Linked DNA regions of Macaca mulatta: region 1 is linked to region 2. The links are chromatin contacts, called in public Hi-C maps. All regions are on one chromosome and are shown on one strand. The core of a region is the stretch at or near the end of the contact, and the rest is flanking DNA. Distances in the headings are between cores, read along the strand shown.

The links. A called contact is a pair of places that touch in the nucleus more often than the background predicts.
Region 1: a contact with region 2 is called in a Hi-C map of liver, with 2.4 times the contacts expected there. The contact joins the promoter of FAM177A1 here to the promoter of BAZ1A in region 2. A contact is called at or near these places in 2 of 14 Hi-C or Micro-C datasets (fetal cortex germinal zone and liver).

Annotation. Positions count from the first base shown.
Region 1 is chr7:108,162,008-108,168,599 of T2T-MMU8v2.0, forward strand. FAM177A1 (family with sequence similarity 177 member A1) reads left to right here and starts at 2,401. Exons shown (of 5, transcript NM_001266493.1): 1 at 2,401-2,613. The coding sequence starts at 2,452.
Region 2 is chr7:107,997,087-108,003,178 of T2T-MMU8v2.0, forward strand. It overlaps BAZ1A (bromodomain adjacent to zinc finger domain 1A), which reads right to left and starts at 3,363. Exons shown (of 26, transcript XR_013396176.1): 1 at 3,089-3,363; 2 at 2,451-2,621.

The DNA of each region.
Region 1 (6,592 bases), core at 1,151-3,650, 160 kb after region 2:
TTCTTGTGCATTATTTTTGATGAAAATATATTGTCCTGTTTGACGGATAACTTACAAAATATTCTCTATCAAAATATATATATGTGGCTATGTTAAAACCCTAAGAATGTCTTGATTATTTGATGAACATTCCTGGTTATCAAATTTTATTCAGATTTATTTTCCCAGCCTTAAGCAGAAATGGTTCAATCCAAATTTACCTTTTTACCTCTATATGTATCATTAAATGATAAATTTAGACCACATTATGTTTTCAAGTAGATAAATTATAATACTTGAATTTATTTTTGTCATAGTGCTACAATACAATTTATGTTACAAAGTGAAAGAAGGAAAAACTTGGCACATTGCCTTGGTGCCTACTTTTAGTTGAGCTATAACAGTTTGGAAATAATGACAAAAATATAAATGCCCAAAATAAAACTATTAGAATTTCTATGCTTTTATGTTACTTTGAGTTGTTGATTTGTAATAAACTGCTCTTCAATTGCATATTTGTGTTAAAAATAACTTTTTAGGAAATACTTCCAGTTCATGTTAGAATATAAGTTGTACTTTGAATTTTCAGTAAACGAAGAAATACATTTGTAAACTGTGAAAATATATTCTGCTTCGGCAATGAAAATTGTAATTTGAGGCCGGGCATGGTGGCTCACGCCTGTAATCCCAGCACTTTGGGAGGCTGAGGTGGGTGGATCATGTGAGGTCGGAAGTTCGAGACTAGCCTGGCCAACATGGTGAAACCCCGGGTCTACTAACAATACAAAAATTAGCCAGGCGTGGTAGTGCACACCTGTAATCCCAGCTACTCGGGAGGCTGAGGCAGGAGAATTGCTTGAACCCGGGAAGCGGATGTTGCGGTGCGCCAAGATTGCGCCATTGCACTCCAGTGTGGACGAGACTCCGTTTCAAAAAAAAAGAAAAAGAAAATTGTAATTTGATATTTAATTGCCATTTTGGAAAATAAAATCATGCATTTATAAATATTCCCCAAATTTTTAGTAGTAAAGATGGTTGACTGCCCTGCTTGCCAGTAAGAAGGAAGAGATTTTGAATACATATAATGCAGAATTGTGTTGTTTATGAATGCCAATTCATGAAGTCTTAACAATTGGTTCTTTTTGTTTTCAATTTATGGCCGAATTTGGTTTTGCTGTTTTGGATTGTCTCAACTCCCTGCTAATGACACCATACAGTCAGATCATGCACTAACTTGTTTACTTCAGCAGCAACCTAACTTGATTTTGTTACCAGGATACAGAGCATTATGCATTTCCAACTAGTTTTTAAAGTGTAGATGGTTTTCAAATGATTGTTTTAAAAATTTTTGTTTTTGTTTTTAGGTTCTAGTTATACAAAGGATAGGAAGTGTACAAGAACATTAGGCAGAGGATAAGGAGACGAACTTTGGCACAGAAGAGAGAGCAATATTTAATATTTGGGCCTGCTGTTGCTATGATGAAAAACATTTATGAGGTCATATAACTAGGGAGCATTTCTGAATTAAGACTGGTATGAAAATGGAATTTAAAGTATCAAATGAAGGCTCCCATAGCCAAAATAATATATGTTTTGGTTTTGACCCCCACGTATTTGTGAAAATGGTCATGCTAAAACAACAATAAACCACGTACCTGCAGAACCTCAGACTTGTTTGATGTTGAAGTCATGCAGTAATTGCATGATTTTTTACTTTGGTTGAACATTGAGAAAGACGGAAAAAATCTGGGATGCACACGACTTTAAGACACAGATAACACTCCTTACGTTTGTCAAGATGGAAGCTTACTACTGCCCTTTGCTCTCCTTCAGGTCTTTTCACTTAACATTTTCTACAGTTATACTTAAGTATTTCAGACAAGAATAAGCAAAAATCACGCCTGGGGCTCTTCTTTGAGGGTATTTTGGCTGGACTGTCACCCACGTTAGGAATGGAAAGTGCAGCACAAGCCGTACATTTTACATTTTCAGCAACCACATCCGATCACTAGCTTTTGAAGTACGACACAGCTGTCCTCATTTTACAAATAAAGAAACCGAGGTCCTGCCGGGGTGACTGCCCCGGACGCAGCTGGTGGGGGGCTGCGCCGAGGTCCAGACGCCAGGCTTCAGGTACACGTACCAGGAATGACGTCACAGGCGGTGCCAGGCGGGGATCCACGAGCTCCGGATGCGTGCTTGGCCGGAAGCGACGCCTCGCAAAGCCCCGCCCCGCCCCGCGCGAGCCGGTAGTTGCGCCTCCCAGACTGCAGTCGGCCAGGTCTCGGGGTGCGAGGCCGGGCAGGCTAGGCGAGGCGCGGGCCGGCCACGCCCCTCAGGCCGGCCCCACCCCTCAAGGCCCGCTAGTACCTTTCCCAGAGACTTGGCTGGGCGCGGCGCGAGGCGGGCGCTGCGGTGAGTCCCAGTTCCCGACAGCCGGGCTCGGCCAGCGACTGGGCGGGGAGGCCGAGGATGGAAGTGGGCTTATCGGCCATTACCCTCTTTCTCGCCAGCGCCAGCAGCCCTGTGGTGGCAACGACGATGGACCAGGAGCCAGTGGGCCGTGTGGAACGAGAAGCCGTCGCACCTTCGGGAGTTGCGGCCGCCGCGGCTTTTGGGGAATCTGCGGGGCAGGTAGGTGGGGCCGCCGACGCTGGCGTCCAGGGAGCCGAGCTGCCTCCTTGCCTTCTCCGCGGGCCGCTCTTTTGGCCTGCCCGGCCGTCCTCCGAGCAGGCCGCCCCCGTTTTGGAGTTCCTCCTCCCTGCACCCCTGTTTCTGCTCAGTGAGACCAGCTTGTGGGAAGGAGCGGCCTCCCACTCACTCACCAACCACTTGGCTGGCAGCACAGCAGACTCTGGGGCGGCCTTGGGTTCCGGGGGTGATAGTCCAGCTTCTGGTCTACCTGAGGAAGAAGGAAGGCGTGTCCCCCAAAGGCCGTCCTTGCAGTAGCTGGAAGCCAGGTGAGGGCGGCTTCAACCACTTCTCAGTCTCTTCTAGTGCGAGCGCCTGCCTTGGCATCTGCCCTTTGCTTGGCATATGCCAAACGTTTACCGGCCTTAATTCACTGAATTCTTACAGTAACCGCTCGAGGTGGGTGTTATCCCCATTTCACCCCCGAGGCAACTGAGGCTCCGTGCTGCGCTGTCCAACAGAAATAGAATGCAAGCTGCGTTGAAAATTGTGATTTCAAATTTTCCAGTAGCCACGTTTTAAAAAAAGTGAAACCGATGATAATAATTTTAATAGCATATCTTAATCTAATTTATCAAAAATTTCAAGCTATAATTACTATGAAAGTTATTTATTTATTTATTTATTTTTTGAGACGGAGTCTCACACTCTCCCGGGCTGAAGTGCAGTGGCGCGATCTCGGCTCATTGCAAGCTCAGCCTCCCAGGTTTACGCCATTCTTCTGCCTCAGCCTCCGGAGCAGCTGGGACTACAGGCGCCCGCCACCTCGCCCGGCTAACTTTTTTGTATTTTTAGTAGAGACGTGGTTTCACCGTGTTAGCCAGGATGGTCTCGATCTCCTGACCTTGTGATCCGCCCGCCTCGGACTCCCAAAGTGCTGGGATTACAGGCGTGAGCCACGGCGCCTGGCCCCTATGAAAGTTACTAATGGGCCGCGCGCGGTGGCTCAAGCCTGTAATCCCAGCACTTTGGGAGGCCGAGATGGGTGGATCACGAGGTCAGGAGATCGAGACCATCCTGGCTAACACGGTGAAACCCCGTCTCTACTAAAAAATACAAAACACTAGCCAGGAGAGGTGGCGGGTGCCTGTAGTCCCAGCTACTCGGGAGGCTGAGGCAGGAGAATGGCGTAAACCCGGGAGGCAGAGCTTGCAGTGAGCTGAGATCTGGGCACTGTACTCTAGCCTGGGCGACAGAGCGAGACTCCGTCTCAAAAAAAAAAAAAAAAAAAAAAAAAAGTTACTAATGAAGTATTTGCATTCTGTTTTGGAGGGTTTTCTAAGTCTTTTAAATCCTGGGTACATTTTACACGTATCGCAGTTCTGGCTGACCACATTTCAAGTGCACATTAGCCACATGTGGCTAGCGCTGGTTTAGAGAGTTAAGTCTTCAACTTTTCAGTATTAGACAAAAAGACACTTTGGGAGGCTGAGGCAGGTGGATCACCTGAGGTCAGTTTGAGACCAGTCTGGCCAACATGGTGAAACCCTGCCTGTACTAAAAATACAAAAATTAGCCTGGCGTGATGGGGCTTGCCTGTAGTCCCAGCTACTCGGGAGGCTGAGGCAGGAGAATCGCTTGAACCCTGGAGGTGGAGGTTGCAGTGAGGCGAGATCCCGCCACTGCACTCCAGCCTGGAAACAGAGCTAAGACTCCGTCTCAAAAAAAAAAAAACAAAACAAAACCTTGAGTTGCTCATGTATGTAACTCTTCCCATCCTCCATGAGTATGAAGTTTTTTCAGTAGCTTCGTTTTTGAGACTAAGTACCTGAATGTTAGTAAGACATTTCCCCCAAACTGTGAGTATATCTCTGTGTGTCTCTTCTAGTATAAGATGTCGTTTGCATTAACAAAAGCTTATCCAGCCTGGGCAACAGAGCAAGAACCCATCTCTTAAATAAAAAACTAAAAAAAAAAAAAAACCCAAAACAAAAAACACAACTTTCCCACAAGACTCTACATGGAATTTGTTTCTTCCCTCCTACTTAAGAAGGGATTCAGGGGAAAACATGAATTGATAAGGAAGCCACGTCATTTTCAGTTGAGTTGAGACCTGTTGTTGGCGAGTACACTTACACTTAACCTTTGAGTCCACGACGCTTCGTATGTTTTTCAGTTTGATTTTTCCTGTTGTTACTAGAATTGTTTTTTTTTAAATCACTACCTCCACCCTGGATCTAATAGCAAAGTAAACACACGTGTACTTACGTACCAGCTAAGTGTTGTTTGAAGTGAGAGGCTCTTGGATTTGGGTTAGTGATATTATGTTGTTTTCACATTCTTGGTTAACAAATAACTACTTAAACAGTAAAGAAGGCTGTAGAACAAAAGATAAAAATGCACAAGAATACCCCACCACCACCCTTTCTTCATGTTGTCATTCCCCAAAGGTAATTATTAAGTTTTGGTGTAGTCTCTCTGGAATTTTATCATTCAATATTATATATTTCTTATATATATTATTAAATATTACATATCTCTTATTTCTCATTAAACACCAATGAGTTCCGTTTTCTCATTTGCCCTTTGTGCTTTTGGATTCACATTCCTGAATCAGAATCATCTTTGGGAACTCCAGTTCTATGCCCAGGGGGTTGAGCACAGTAAGAGGGAAGAAGCCAGTGAAGTGGACATCTCAGGGGAGGGAGAAGCCGCTGTCTTCCCAAGTTTGGCAGAACTGAGAAATCCCTAGTGCAATGTAGGGAAAGGGAGTAAGAGATAGGAGACAGGATCTAGAATTAGGCCTCCAAACAAGCCATCCAGTACCTGTTGTGACATTCTTTTTATGTTTTTGTTTTTTTGTTTTTAAGACGGAGTCTCACTCTGTGGCCCAGGCTGGAGTGCAGTGGCGTGATCTCGACTCACTGAGACCTCCGCCTCCCGGGTTCATGCAATTCTCCTGCCTCAGCCTCCTGAGTAGCTGGGATTACAGTCGCATGCCACCACGTCCGGCTAATTTTTGTATTTTTAGTGGAGGTGGGGGTTTCACCATCTTGGTCAGGCTGGTCTTGAACTCCTGACCTCGGATTCACCTGCCGCCTCGGCCTCCCAAAGTGCTGGGATTACAGACATGAGCCACCGCGCCTGGCCTTCTGTTGTGACATTCTATCCAGCAGCTTCTCTGAATAGACTTTTAATCAGAATCTCAGCCTCAGTGTTTTTAAAAGAGTTAAAATTTCAGTACCACTCAGTGATTGATTTATTTGGCACCTCTGTTACCAAGCACCTCTGTTACCAAGTTCCTGTTAATGTGCCAGGAACTCTAGGCTGAAAGATATAGCAGTACCTACCCCCCATGTTGCTAATAGCCTACTTGGGGAAGATGACAAAGAATAAATTCCAAGTCTAGTATGTGTTTTAAAGAAGTCTGGGTGCTGTGGGAGTATATAAAAAAAAAATTGCCATTAAAACCAGATCCTGGGCTGGGTGGGGTGGCTCACGCCTATAATCCCAGCACTTTGGAAGGCTGAGGTGAGTGGATCACTTGAGGTCAGGAGTTGGAGACTAGCCTGGCTAACATGATGAAACCCCCATTTCTACTATACAAAAATTAGCTGGGCATTGTGGCTCACACCTGTAGACCCAGCTACTTGGGAGGCTGAGGCAGGAGAATCACTGAAACCCAGGAGGTAGAGGTTGCACTGAGCCAAGATCATGCCACTGCACTCCAGCCTGGATGACAGAGCAAGACCCCTTTTCAAAAAAGAAAAAAACAGATCCTGAGAATAAAGATAAGCACATTTATAGTTTGGTTAACTATAAAATGGAGTAAAATGTTAATTGACATGGTACCTCATAATTTCCTGGTGTTATGAAACTATCTTTCAGATCTTTGGAGTTCGTTATGGAATTTGCATAATTGGCAGTGAAAATTTTCTTACTTGCAGATTTATAAAATGAAGCATTTGGAAAATTCACAGTG
Region 2 (6,092 bases), core at 2,113-4,612:
TTCAAAATTTAACATCATTAAAAGGCAGTCTTCTTCCAATTTTGTCAAAATTCTTTTCGTTCAGTCATAGAAACCTAATAACATCAGCAATACTCCTTAATTCAGGGTAAATGGTCAAATACCTTTGCTCCCAAACCAATCATCTCTCTGGGACTGCTTGTAATTTCCAAAAGCCCAAACACTTCCGCACAAGGGAAAAAAAACAAAAACTGAAAATAAAAACCTAGTTATTTAAAATGTTTAAATGCCCTAAGACTACAAAGAATACAGTTCCTTGATATTAATGGAAGATACAGCTGGGCATGGTGGTTCATGCCTGTAATTCTAGCACTTTGGGAGACCCAGGCAGGCAGATCACCTAACTCAGGAGTTCAAGACCAGCCTGGGCAACATGGCGAAATCCTGTCTCTACATAAAATACAAAAATTAGCCAAAGTGGTGGCATGCACCTGCAATCCCAGCCACTCAGGAGGCTAAGGTAGTAAAGTGGGGGGGACTGTTTGAGCCCAGGAGGTCGAGGCTGCAGTGAGCCAAGATTGTGCCACTGCACTCCAGCCTGGGCGACAGAGCGAGAACCTGTCTCAAAATAAGTAAATAAATAAAAATAGTGGAAGATAGATAGTTCTGGAATGTGAAAATTCTTCTGTATTTCAGCATTTCAGATTTCTCCAAGGTTAGAATAATTCGGCTCAAGAACCAAAGTGCATTAAGAATGTTTAATTCACAAAGGATAACAGCCATATTCATCCTACCCTCTAAGGTGAGAAAAGCCCCTTGCTTATATGGAAGGAGAAAACAATTTGAAATTTAAGCCTATTTACTATTTTGTTGGTACTCTCAATTTTCTTTTTAATCATAATTGTTAGCAAGGCCTATAGCTTTAAAATCCTTAAAAAAAATCCTTATCCAATTACCTAATCCAAGTTCACTTAACTAGTTATGAGAACTCTATTTGAGTAACAAAACAAGTCTCTACAGGAGCAGAGCAAGACGTACACTCCTACTTAAAAGTACTGTCTGATGAAAAGCACTCTATTTACTTCTCTAGATATAACATGTTTAATGTGAAACCCTTTCGGTGGAACTAAAGAAAAACGTTTACTTAAAATAAATGCTCAAAGGAACTTTTCTAACCTCACTATTGATTTCTTAGGTGCAGTTTGTCCAAAACCCTCCCTCGGTCAAGCCCCCACTCAGAAAAGGTGCCTTACACGCAACGTTACTTGGTTGCTATTACACTTGGTTTCCAAGTCACAAAGGGATTCCTTTTCAGGGGAGAGAATAAAGCATAAGAAAAAGAGAGGATCACCCTCTTGGAGTGATTGATCAAGTCAGGTTCTCACTTAGAGATCCTGTTTAAACACAAGACGCTAAAACACACCATCTTGCTCCGTGTCACAGGACCAGATCTCTCGGGATAAATTAAGCGACGGGCTGAAAATGTAGGAGCTGAAACTACACCAGCAGCAGCTCCGCGTTCTTATCAAAACAATAGCGAGTGGCACATGTCAGGCAGCCCACATGCGCAGGGGGATAAAGCGGCGCCTGGCTGAGTCTGGAGTTGAACTTGTCTTAACCCCCTCCCCCAACACCCTCCACCGCGCTCCCGGCTACGCGAAAGTGAAAACGAGGGGCGCCTAAGGCCCTGCTTCTTCCCCCTTCCTCTTCCCCTTGCCCAGCCGCGACTTCTTCCTCACTGATCTCCCGGGGGCGGAGACGCTGAGTTCCCCGGAGACGAGAGTTAGTCACCAAGAAGAGGCGGTGACAGAGAGCGCGGCTCCCGTCGCACTCCGAGGCCTAGCAGCGCCGGACGGGAGGCCGCCTGCGGAGGCTCTCGCGTCCCGCGTCCTCCACCCCTGGCCCGCAGGGACGCTCCCTCCTTCCCTTCTAGAACGAGTCTCAACTCCGCTCCTCTCCCCTACCCCAGGCAGCTCCAACGTCAGACCCCACTCCCGACTGAGAAAACGAAGCCCAGCCCAGCCGTTTCCTGCCCACCGGGGCAGGAATTCCCTCCCCCGACCCATGGACTGCGGCCCCACGTCGCTGACCCTAGCGGGGATCCCCTCGGCCGCCGGGAGGGGATCCCGGAACTGGCCCCGGAGTGCGCGTGTGGCCGCGGCGGGGAGGGGCGAGGCGGGGAGTTTCCGCCGCCCCGCGGCCAGGAGGGCGGGAGGGCGACAGCAGAGGCTAAGAGCGGTTCCCGAGGCCGGCCGGGGACCCCAGCCTCCTCCGCCACGACCAACCCGCGTTCCCCACGCGCGCCGCCGCCAGTTGGCCCCGCGCGTTCTCCAAGTGGAGGCTAGGAGGCAGAGAACCGCGGGCCCGGGGCCACCCGTCACTTTCAAGTCACCCCGCCAGAAGCCCAGGGCGAGGAAAAGGAGAGAGACAAAAGGGCGCTGGGGAGGGAGTCCCCACACCCCCCGCGGCCCCGCACCCTGCCCAGCTCTTACTCGTAGTGGCGGAAGATCTCGTTGGTGACTTTACAGTAGAAAACTTCCTCGTCGGGCCGTAGGTCCGCGGGCGGCTTCTGTCTCACAAACGGCTTTCGGTGTAGCAGCGGCATCTCCCGTCCGCCCGCGGGCTCGCCCGGACCCTCGGCCGCCCGCGCCGGCCCCGCTTCCCTATCAAAATTGGAGGGAAAGGAAAGCCGGTAAGGTGGGGAGCGCTCGGCGGCAGCGTGGGCCGGTCCGCGCGCCGGGAGAAGCTCGGCTGCCTTTTGTGTGACTGACGGGCCGCGGCCGCTACCGGAGCCGAGTTCGTTCCTGCCGCTGCCCGGGCGTCGAGCGAGCGGAGCCGCCGCCGCCCCTTTCCCCCGAGCGCGTCCTGCCTCCTCGCCCAGCCGCTGGCTCACAATGGGGCAGGACGCCCCGCCGCGGGGGGCAGTGCGGGAGCGGCGGCGGCGGCCCCCTCCCCCAGCGCCGGCTCCCCGCCCGCCGCCGCCGCCGCCGCCGCCGCCGCCAGGCTCACAACGTGCTCGGCGCGCAGCCGGCCGGCCGGCCAGGGCGCTCGCCGCGGGCGGACCCCAGCGCCGCTCCGCTTTGTTCCCGGCTTGCCTCCACTTCCCGGCCGGCTCCCGAGCGACCCTCACCTGCGAGCACGCCGACTGCCACTTGTCCACCTTCTCCACTACAAAGGCAACGAGGGGAGACCCCGTCCTCTCAGGGGACCGCCTCTCTCCGGCCCCGCCGCGCCCCTGGCCGCCACTTCTCCCGCTGCCACTGCCCGACTCCGCGCGGGGAATTGCGTCCCACCGCCACTTCCCCGCCTCTCGGAGCTCCTGGGAAGTTTCTGATCTACTTTCGGCTCTGAAGGAGGAAGAGCTGTTGGGAGGAGCTTTTCACTCCTCGCTTCTACCTTTTTATTGGCTACTCGATGACTTTTACAGCCTGTCACTGATACAGGAAGAGACAGCGGAGAGCCTGGGAGAGCTACATTATTAATTAATGGAGCAACCCCTCGTGAAGATTCAGAAGCATCCTCCATGTTTGAGATTATCAGCCAAAAGATCTAGGGAAAGCGCTGGCGGTTCATAAACACATGGCTAACAAAGTATATCCTTGAAGTCTGCCACCGACGCTTGACTACACGATGGGAAAAGGGATTCCAATTACGATTTAACTTGTATTTTAAAAATGAGAAAAGAAATGAATAAGAAAATTTGTTGCTATTTTTCTTCTTCCAAATTAGAATCCGTATCTCTAAAAATACTTTGCATGTTTAGTAAACATCTGTCTTGAACTAGAAGATACCTTGACATCAGTTCTATTTAATACTTATGGCAATTAAAAGGTTTAGAGAGCAGAGGAAAAGACCAAAAAAAAAATGTGTTACAAAGTGTCATCATGCTTGTAGGACCCCAACATTCTTGAAACTAACACACCTTTAAAAAGTAATATTTACAATGCTGTAAATATTTGCAAAGTATCAATGTTTAATTCAATTAGAATTTTAAGGATTATGGATTTACTAGCGAAAATTCCCCTAAAGCAACTTTCCCATATCAGTAATTTTTATTTAGGGAAACAATTTTAATGTACATAATACATGTGACCTTGGAATTCAATACAATTTTCGAAACTAGAAGTGACTCAGAACGTTCACTGGATGTGTTTTAAAGTCTTTTTTGATACTGTCCTTAACATTTGCTTATTTGAAATTAATATGAAAGAATGAAGCTAAAAGTTAGTTTTAAAAACGGTTATTCAGGCCGGGCGCGGTGGCTCAAGCCTGTAATCCCAGCACTTTGGGAGGCCGAGACGGGCGGATCACAAGGTCAGGAGATCGAGACCATCCTGGCTAATCCGGTGAAACCCCGTCTCTACTAAAAAATACAAAAAACTAGCCGGGCGAGGTGGCGGGCGCCTGTAGTCCCAGCTACTCGGGAGGCTGAGGCAGGAGAATGACGTAAACCCGGGAGGCGGAGCTTGCAGTGAGCTGAGATCCGGCCACTGCACTCCAGCCTGGGCGACAGAGTGAGACTCCGTCTCAAAAAAAAAAAAAAAAAAAAAAAAAAAAAAAAAAAAAAAAAAAAAAAAAAACGGTTATTCGACAAAGTTAGTTTTAAGAACCGTTATTTGACAAAGACGTTATTCCTATTACCAATACTGCGGAATGATAATTACAGAAACAATGTGGGATCCGTTTTATAACTTCAAATTTAAGTTCATTTGTACTTTGGAGCAGAAAATGGAAGAAATCTAAATCAAGAGTTACTTTTTTATCTTTCAGGCTGGTTTTAATTGTTCATACACCTAACAAAATAAACATTTGTGAAAGGCGTTATTCTTTGGGTGTTTTAAAATTCATTAATACTATTAATGCACCTTACTATACAGAAGTCACAGAAGTTAGAAATGCTCTCAGTAAGTAGTAAATATATACTTTAGTATCGATAAACTCTTCAAATAAGAGTTTACAGATTTGATTATTTTTCTTTTCTTTTCTATTTTTGGAGACAGTCTCACTCTGTGCCCCAGGCTGGAGTGCGATGGCGAGATCTCGTCTCACTGCAACCTCTGCCTCCTGAGTTCAAGCGATCCTCCTTCCTCAGCCTCCGGAGTAGCTGGGATTACAGGCGCACACCACCACGCCCAGCTAATTTTTGTATTTTTAATAGAAACGGGGTTTCGCCACGTTGGCCAGGGTGTTCTCAACCTCCTGATCTCAGGTGATCCGCCCGCCTCGGCCTCCCAAAGTGCTGAGATTACAGGCGTGAGCCACGGTGCCCGGCCAAGATTTGGGGTTTTAAACCTGTCTCCAACTAGTATACTGAGTGACAAGTTAGAATTCCCTGCCTAGAAAGTATTTATTAGGCCGGGCGCGCTGGCTCATGCCTGTAATCCCAACACTTTGGGAGGCCGAGGCGGGCAGATCATGAGGTTAGGAGGTCGAGACCATGCTGGCCAACGTGGTGAAACCCTGTCTCTACTAAAAGTACAAAAATTAGCTGGGCATGGCAGTGGGTGCCTGTAATCCCAGCTGCTCGGGAGGCTGAGGCAGGAGAATCGCTTGAACCCGGGAGGCGGAGGTTGCAGTTATCTGAGATGGCGCCACTGCACTCCCGCCTGGGAGACAGAGACTCCGGCTCAAAAAAAAAAAAGGGAAGTATTTTTATTGATCTATCAGGTGAAAAATTTAGAGCCCACAAAGGTAAACTCAAAAGGGGGACTGGGAGAATGGATAATTTTCAACCTATATTGAAGCATCACCCCACAACTCAAAATCCCAACTTAACAGTTAAGCTAAATAAAGACGAAATTCTTTCTGAATACTTCAGTATTTATATTTACTAGATCTTACTGTTCAATAAGTCATTCAAATCATGATCTAAAGTCGTTATTTTATTATTAAATACAAATATTTAAGTTGGATTTTTTCTTATACTAGCTTAAAATTTTATTCCATCAAAAGCTATCATACTCAGTTTTCTCACAATCATACTCAAATTTCAATACTGTCATAACTCATTTCTCTGAATTATATACATAGGGTTTATTTTAATGATTTGTGACATTTAATGAAATACGGTTGTTCATTGTTATTTCAGAACAATGTAAGTTTAGAAAATTATAATTAACATGTTCAAAAGTTTA